Linked DNA regions of Mus musculus: region 1 is linked to region 2. A link is a contact called in public HiChIP or PLAC-seq data. All regions are on one chromosome and are shown on one strand. The core of a region is the stretch at or near the end of the contact, and the rest is flanking DNA. Distances in the headings are between cores, read along the strand shown.

What was found. HiChIP or PLAC-seq counts read pairs in DNA pulled down with a chosen protein or histone mark.
Region 1: a contact with region 2 is called in an H3K27ac HiChIP or PLAC-seq map of microglia, with 2.6 times the contacts expected there. The contact joins two enhancer-like sites. A contact is called at or near these places in 1 of 484 Hi-C or Micro-C datasets (muscle stem cells), 1 of 115 datasets of contacts at active chromatin or transcription factors (microglia) and 3 of 9 other capture datasets (adipose tissue, liver and pancreatic islet).

The regions. Positions count from the first base shown.
Region 1 is chr13:94,096,306-94,099,968 of GRCm38.p6, reverse strand. All of the region lies in intron 1 of Lhfpl2 (lipoma HMGIC fusion partner-like 2), which reads right to left. Among named protein-coding and RNA genes, the nearest start is that of Lhfpl2, 40 kb to the right of the region's middle. Within about 2 kb of position 1,393, at least 110 of the 459 cell types and tissues checked have an H3K27ac peak or open chromatin away from gene starts, as enhancers often do. A contact at or near this core is called in microglia, where this site is marked.
Region 2 is chr13:93,989,739-93,993,040 of GRCm38.p6, reverse strand. No RefSeq gene overlaps it. Among named protein-coding and RNA genes, the nearest start is that of Lhfpl2, 66 kb to the left of the region's middle. Within about 2 kb of position 2,045, at least 102 of the 459 cell types and tissues checked have an H3K27ac peak or open chromatin away from gene starts, as enhancers often do. A contact at or near this core is called in microglia, where this site is marked.

The sequences.
Region 1 (3,663 bases), core at 144-2,643, 110 kb before region 2:
CAAGCCCCAGTTCCAAGGGGCCCAGAAAACAGACACCTCACTACATTTCCAGCTCGCGTGAAGCCCTCTGAAGTGAGCTATGTGGCTCCGGGCTAGATCTGCCCTTCTGACCAGAGTTCCTCTAGAAACGTGACTAACATCCTTGTGTCTGTCCCACACTAACAAATTTTAGCAGAAACCATTTTTCAAAGGATTCTCGATCAGTGTAAACACAAAAGTCAAAGGGAGAAAAGTTTGAGTCCCAATCCAGCCACACATGAGTTAGTAACCCTGGGCAGGTACTGCTGTTCTGTGCTCACGTGACCTTTCTTCTCCAGTCTCAGCCATCTCCCGCCTTTTCTCCTGAGGACGGGGGTTTTTCCAGAGATGGAGGCCTGCAGAGATCTGAGGTGCCATTGCTGACATCCTCGTATATAATAAGAGCAGTGGAGCCAGGTGGATGAGACTAATAAAACTGTAGCTGCTACAGCCTCAGAGTTCCCAACTCTCAGGTGAGGATGAAATACTAACCCAGTTTGTATGAGCGACCAAATGGCAAGAAAACACTTAAAATAACGCCGGCACTATTAACAAACGGTGCCTTCTCGTCATCCCGACTAACCCCGTCTTCCTGCTTTATCAAGCATCTTTCATTCCTTGACATTCACCTTTGGAGGGCGGGGTGGATAAATGTGGTTACATATCTCACTTATTCCTGTCAGCCACATGTGCAAGAGCTTATTATCTTTTTGATGTAATTGCTCGGGAAGGTCAAGCGGATGTTAGGTGGCTCCCAGGACTCAAAGTCAGTTTGAGTGACCCAGATCTGGCTTTCCACCACACCCAGCTCCTAGTTAGAAAGTGGGGGATTTAAAGCTTCATTACAAAGTTAGAAAGTCACATGTAGGGACAGGGATCCAAAACAGACATGGACTGAATCAATCATGGCTCAGCTCAGACGCTACCCAACTCTTGACCTCTTTGCCCTGCCTCGTCCCAACCTGGCGTGAACAGATGGGTAGGCTCCTCTCTGCCCCCCGCCCTGCAGTCTCTGAGCAGCTCTGGCCTATTTCCACCAACACACCACGCGCTGTGCCCCTGGCAGGACACACAAAACTGTGAGCACAACTGCCTCACGATAGCTGCTGGCAGAGCCTTCCTGTTGCTCCTAGGGCTGGCTCGTCTGCCGATTACCACAAGTTAAAGGCACCCAGAATGCCATCAGGATACTGGAGAGTGTGGCAGAGTATGATCTACAGCATAGGCAAGACCACAGCTTAGAAAAAGCACTTCATTACCGGGTGTCATTAGAAAGCTATTTAACTAGAATATACTGGGACCACTGTGAGACAGCTTGTCACATCCACGACCACGTGCTCTTGCATCATTATGCAAATGCTCACACTTTCACACACGTGGCTTCACGACAGCTAACTGACTGACTCATTCTGACTCTTTGTGCTTTCTCTATCTTCCCCTAGTCCAGCAAGACCCAGCCAGTAACCAGAAGAAGAAGTGGGGCGGGGAGAGGGGTGTGCGGCAATACCTTCAAGTTATGTCACAATGAAAGTGACATTTGGATCTTTATGTTTCCTGTTTGACAAGCATTCTAACAAAGTCTAGAAGCAGTGGTATCAAACACACTGGCACATTTAGCCTTAGCAAAATGATGTAGCACAACATAAAATCCTACTAGTGCTAAGAGACTTTCTCCAAGTGGATGATACAGGTTCTGCCTATGTAACTACGGCTAGACAGTTCCGACAAGCAGGAGCCTCTGATTCTATTTAGCCACCACTGACCCTTTACATCTGATAAAAGCAAGCTGCACTCGTTGCCAACCTCGGGATACTTGTAGGAGGAAAGGGAAAGCTGCCGGTTATTTTTGGGAAATCTCATCCCAGGCTTCTGCCTATGCAGAAAGAAACTCAGGAAATGAAGCATCCATGAATGGTACATTAGTTTAGAAAAGAAAGACACAGATCACCCCTGAGACCAATCTGTCTGTTCCCATGAGCAAACACTAAATGAGATCGAAAGAACAGGGGTAAGCAGTTGACCTCAAATGCCCCAACATTTTTTCCTCTGCAGCTTTAAAAACCAGTTACAGTTTCTTTATCTTTATTAGGACATTTTCCTCATCAAACTAATGAGTCACCAAACTGAAGGTTTCCTAATATGTTTACATTTGGGAATAAACGGTCTATTAAGGTCCTAGTAGAGACACAAACACAATTTGCCATTGCCTTTCAATCAAGTCATCTCCCAAGGCAAGGCAGTGTGGCTGGGGTAGAAATAGGGTGACAAAGGAAAATTCAATGTAGTCATGGACCCTAAAGCCAGGCAAAGCAAGTATTTGCAATCCTGTCTGCACCACGTCCCGAACATCGCCACTGCTGCCTTCCTGGTTTTTTCGGAGGAACGGTTTTCTGGTGATTATTAAACAAGATGTGCTTTTGAAATAATTAAGCTTATTAAAACCAAGTATTGGGCAAGATAAGAAGCCAATGGAAGCCTTGCATCCAGGGACATGGAGTGAAAAGGAAAGTGGTTCGTTGAGGCTGCATAGGCAGAACGGTTAAGTCAGGAGGCAGCATGCAGTCATCGTATCTTCCAACAGTTCTGTTGGGCACACACAACTGGCGTGAAGTATGGCTGGTGGGTCAAGAGCTGACTCCTATGTGAACCCAAGACTGAGAGCCCAAACAAGACAGCTGTGAAGGACACACCAGCACAGCATCTGGAAAATATCTGAGAAGGCAACCTTCCCTTCAGATCACTGCCATCTGCTGATCTTTTCCCAGTGGTCAAGCGGCCTAAGTATTAAATTAGCCAGTGATACAGTATTCTTTTCAACAAGCAACACCAACCTGCAGGGATAGGCCAAAGGAAGGAAGAGTCTAGACATGGCAAGGCATCCTGCCGCTACAGCTCAGGTAGAGCAGACTGGACCTCCCTCAGAGACACAGAAGGAGGAGGCTCTGTAGATCCACACACAGAGCTGCTGAGGAGCTGCTGAGGAATCTCTCCCTCATGAAGACACACTGGGCATGCCACAAGTCAGTGCCAACCCAGGCTGGTCTCTTGTGGGATGTCTGCGGCTTAGCATAAACTGCTTAAAGTCTCCATCTCACGGGGGAAGCAGAAGATCACCGATGGCCTACTCGGGAGCTCTTTCTAAGCACTGCCTGCTTTCTTCACTTGACTTTAACTTACAATGAGTTCAAATGTTAGAATGCTCCATTGAGTGTCATGTACCATTTATCACTACTGAAAATAAAATGATCCCAGTACTTGGGTGCCTGAGCCGGGAGGATCTCGAGTTCAAAGCAGGACTGAGCTATATAATGAGATTGGGAGAGAAAGAGGGAGAGGGAAGGAAGGAAGAGAGGAAGGGGAAGAGGGTGGGAGAACAAACAGCAGGTACTTTCCACGCCTGGTTTTGATAATCGACAGATAATCTCAGCTGCTGCAGGTGGCCTGATGAGGTTTGGTCCTTGTCATGCTAAATGCTGGCCCCCAAAGTCTGGGTGCCTCAGGGACCAGGAGAACCTCCTGTACACCAAGTGGTGCTATGTAACCTTGCTCCTTAATTTAAAATGATAGGTTGAATAAAGATGCCTACAGCCTGTAGCTGGGCAGAAGAGAGGTTTCTGGGCTTGGAGTCTGAGACAGAGACCATGC
Region 2 (3,302 bases), core at 796-3,295:
AAAGACATGAAGACATGGGGGACAATGATCTCCTAACACTGGCCCCACAAAACTAAACAAACAAAAACCAAGTTAGGGGCCATACGCTTTGTTGTAAACACTCAACAGAGATCTTTCTGGTGACCTTTTATGGGGGTGAAGATCTAGCTTTGTGGGTGGTAGGCTGTCACTATGTTGGAGTTGCTTTCAGGGGGGTTTATCTGCTCATGGGTGCAGCCAGCACTGGCTGGAGCCAGATGAGGGTGGCATTACATCGATCCTGCATCCAATGGTCTTGGCCATGCAACCGAGTTTCCTTCATGAAGAAGAGGTCCACCTTCCTAATCCTTGAATCTGGCCTTGGCCATGTGACTCTGCACTTCTGTTAGTGAAATGTTACCATAGCACCGGGTTGGATCAGATGGTGGCTGGTATGATTTCACTCACTCTCTCTACCCTTCTAAGAAACATGCCCAGGCAAGATGCGGGCTGCTGAGCCCAGTCATCCAGCTTGCAGCCAGCTGACTCAGCTGCCCGGTCCAGCTACTGACCCACAAGCCAATGGCCTGTGGTTCTGTGGTTATATATAGTGTGGAATTCATGTGACAAGAGAGGCAAACTGTGAGACAGAGATGTGAGGATGAGAGTGACCTAATGAAAGGAAGGCTTATGTAAGGAGCCAGGTATTCTCTTTGCTTCAGCACACTGCCAGTTAGAACTAAAAAACAAAAACAAAACAAAACAAAACAGGGCATATTGACAAGAACAAAGAACATGGAAATCATACATATGGGCTGATATAAGCTTGCATACGTGTGAGCTCAACCCCTTGTGTCAAGCTCTGTATTAGTGACTATTGTACCACAGTGACCAAATACCTGAGACATGCACCTTAAAGGAGGAAGGATTCATTTTGGCTCACAGTTTTGGAGGGTTCAGCTCATGGTCTCTGGGTCCATTTGCTTAGACAGGCCATCTTTTTTTTTTTTTTTTTCTGAGACAGGGTTTCTCTGTATAGCCCTGGCTGTCCTGGAACTCACTTTGTAGACCAGGCTGGCCTCGAACTGAGAAATCTGCCCGCCTCTGCCTCCGGAGTGCTGGGATTAAAGGCGTGCGCCACCACGCCCGGCTTAGACAGACCATCTTGGCAGCAGGAGAGAGGGAGAGTGGAGGTGTTGGGGGGAATTCCACTTCATGGTAGACAGGAACAGAGAAAGACAGAAAGTGGGGTGCAAGTAAGACCTTCAAAGGCACACCCCAAGTGTGTTAAAGTTCCCTCGAGCCTTCCCAAACAGTGCCAAGAGCCAGGAACCAAGCATTCAAATGCATGCTTGCAAGGGGCATGTCAGGTTCAAAGCATCGCAAGCACCTCTCAGGAGTGGCTTCCAATACCTGATACTTCAGTAGCTGTGAAAGGTGAGTCTACGATTGTTCTGTCATCATGCACAGTGTTAATTTGCAGTTTCTCAATCACCTGGGGCTCACCAATTAGGTTAGGTTAGGCCCTGGGATCCTCCTGTCTCTGCCTCCCTGAGCTGGAATTACACACATGCACCGCGTGCCTCGAATTTTTTTTTTTTTTTTTTTTTTTTTGGTTTAATCGAGACAGGGTTTCTCTGTGTAGCCCTGACTGTCCTGAAACTCACTCTGTAGACCAGGCTGGCCTCGAACTCAGAAATTCGCCTGCCTCTGCCTCCCGAGTGCTGGGATTAAAGGCGTGCACCACCATGGCCCAGCTGTGCCTCGAATTCTTAGGGAGTTCTGGGAATTGAACTCAGGTCATCCTGCTTTCAGGGTAAACATGTTCCCAACTGAGATACCTTTTCCAAGCTAACTCTAGAGCAGCACAGAGCGCTCTATAGGATCAGTCCAGGGAGAGCAGCCTGCTGGGCCTCCTGCTTCCATAAGCTCCTTCCTCATCTTCCTTCCCACTGTCAGAGAGGAAGGGCCTGGAGTCTCAGATCAGTAAACATTTCTGTAAGATCCGCAATACTTGCTGCCCTGCTGAGAGGGGGAAACCTGCTTCAAAGGAAGACTGTGCAGAGTTCCTGCCCTGGCTGGCTCCACCTCCTGACAGTTGTACTAGTGTGGACTCAGTGTTGACCTTGGAGGCTGCCAATCACTAGCCTGTCTCCTGCCTGTGCCTCGGTTTCCTCCTTTGTAAAGCAAGGGTGACAATGGCTGCCTTACACCTATGGGATGAGTGAAGGGTATGTAAAGCCTTACAGGGGTCAGAAAGGCATTCTGAGGTGGAATTGGGGTAGGAAGTCACAAAAGTCAAGCATTGACAGGGCCAGGGTATGAGCTTTTGGGCTGCAGCAAGACCTGTCACCTAAGAACTGGCTGTATGGAAAATGGGTGGCTGGCGTGGAGCCCCATAATGCCGAGAGGTGTATAAAGAGGAGGGGGAACCTAGTCTGACAGTGAATACTCAGGGAGGGAGGGAGGGAGGGATTGGCCTCTTCCTGGGACAGATGGTAGTGGTAGGTGTGGTAGGTGCTGCTGCTGCTGGTGGGGGTGGTGGTTTCCGTTTCTGCGCTGGTTTGAACCCCAGGGCTTCCTCCTTTCCTTGTGATGAGAAATGCATTCTTTTCTTACTTAGGCTTACTCCTTCTGGTCACATGAGCAGGCCCCATCTGGTTCTTTGTGAACTAGAAACTCCCCACCCCTGGGCCCTGTCCTGTGTCAGAGTACCTGCATGTCTGTTCTGGGCCCTCCAGGGCTCTTTGATTACACACCCATGAAGTGAGGAATTCAGGCTCACTCCTGCACATCACTTCCGGCTGGGGCAGGAGGTCCTTCGATTGGAGTCGCTCCTGGCTGCTGAACAGCACAGATTCCAGGGCTGGCTCTACAGGGGGACCATGTGACAAGGGCCAGAGCTGGGAAGCTGCCCAGGACTAGAACTTTCCTGGCCTTTGGAGACCTGAGATTGGTATCAGTCTCTGGCACAATGAGATCATGACGCCCTCCCTAGATCTACAACTTAGAGGAGATCCTGGACAATCAAGCTTCCTATCAAAACCAAATCTATCTGGTTGTCCCACGCATACCAGGCTTGTCTTTCCTCTTGCTGGCACAAGGGTGCCTTCAGAGTCACAGTGGCTCTGCTGGGGCTGTGAGTGCGGTGCATGCTATAGGCAGGGCCACATCTGTCTCCAGGCATGACTGGGTGTCTTCTCACAGAGCCAGGGCAGGTGAGCAGTTTCTCTCAGCCCCACACTTAGCTTCTCCATGAGCACCGGGTTGGTACCGCTCTCTGGGTACACAGGACCCTAAAAGCTCTGAGGCCCACCCTTCAGCAGAAACAGCTTAACAAGCCT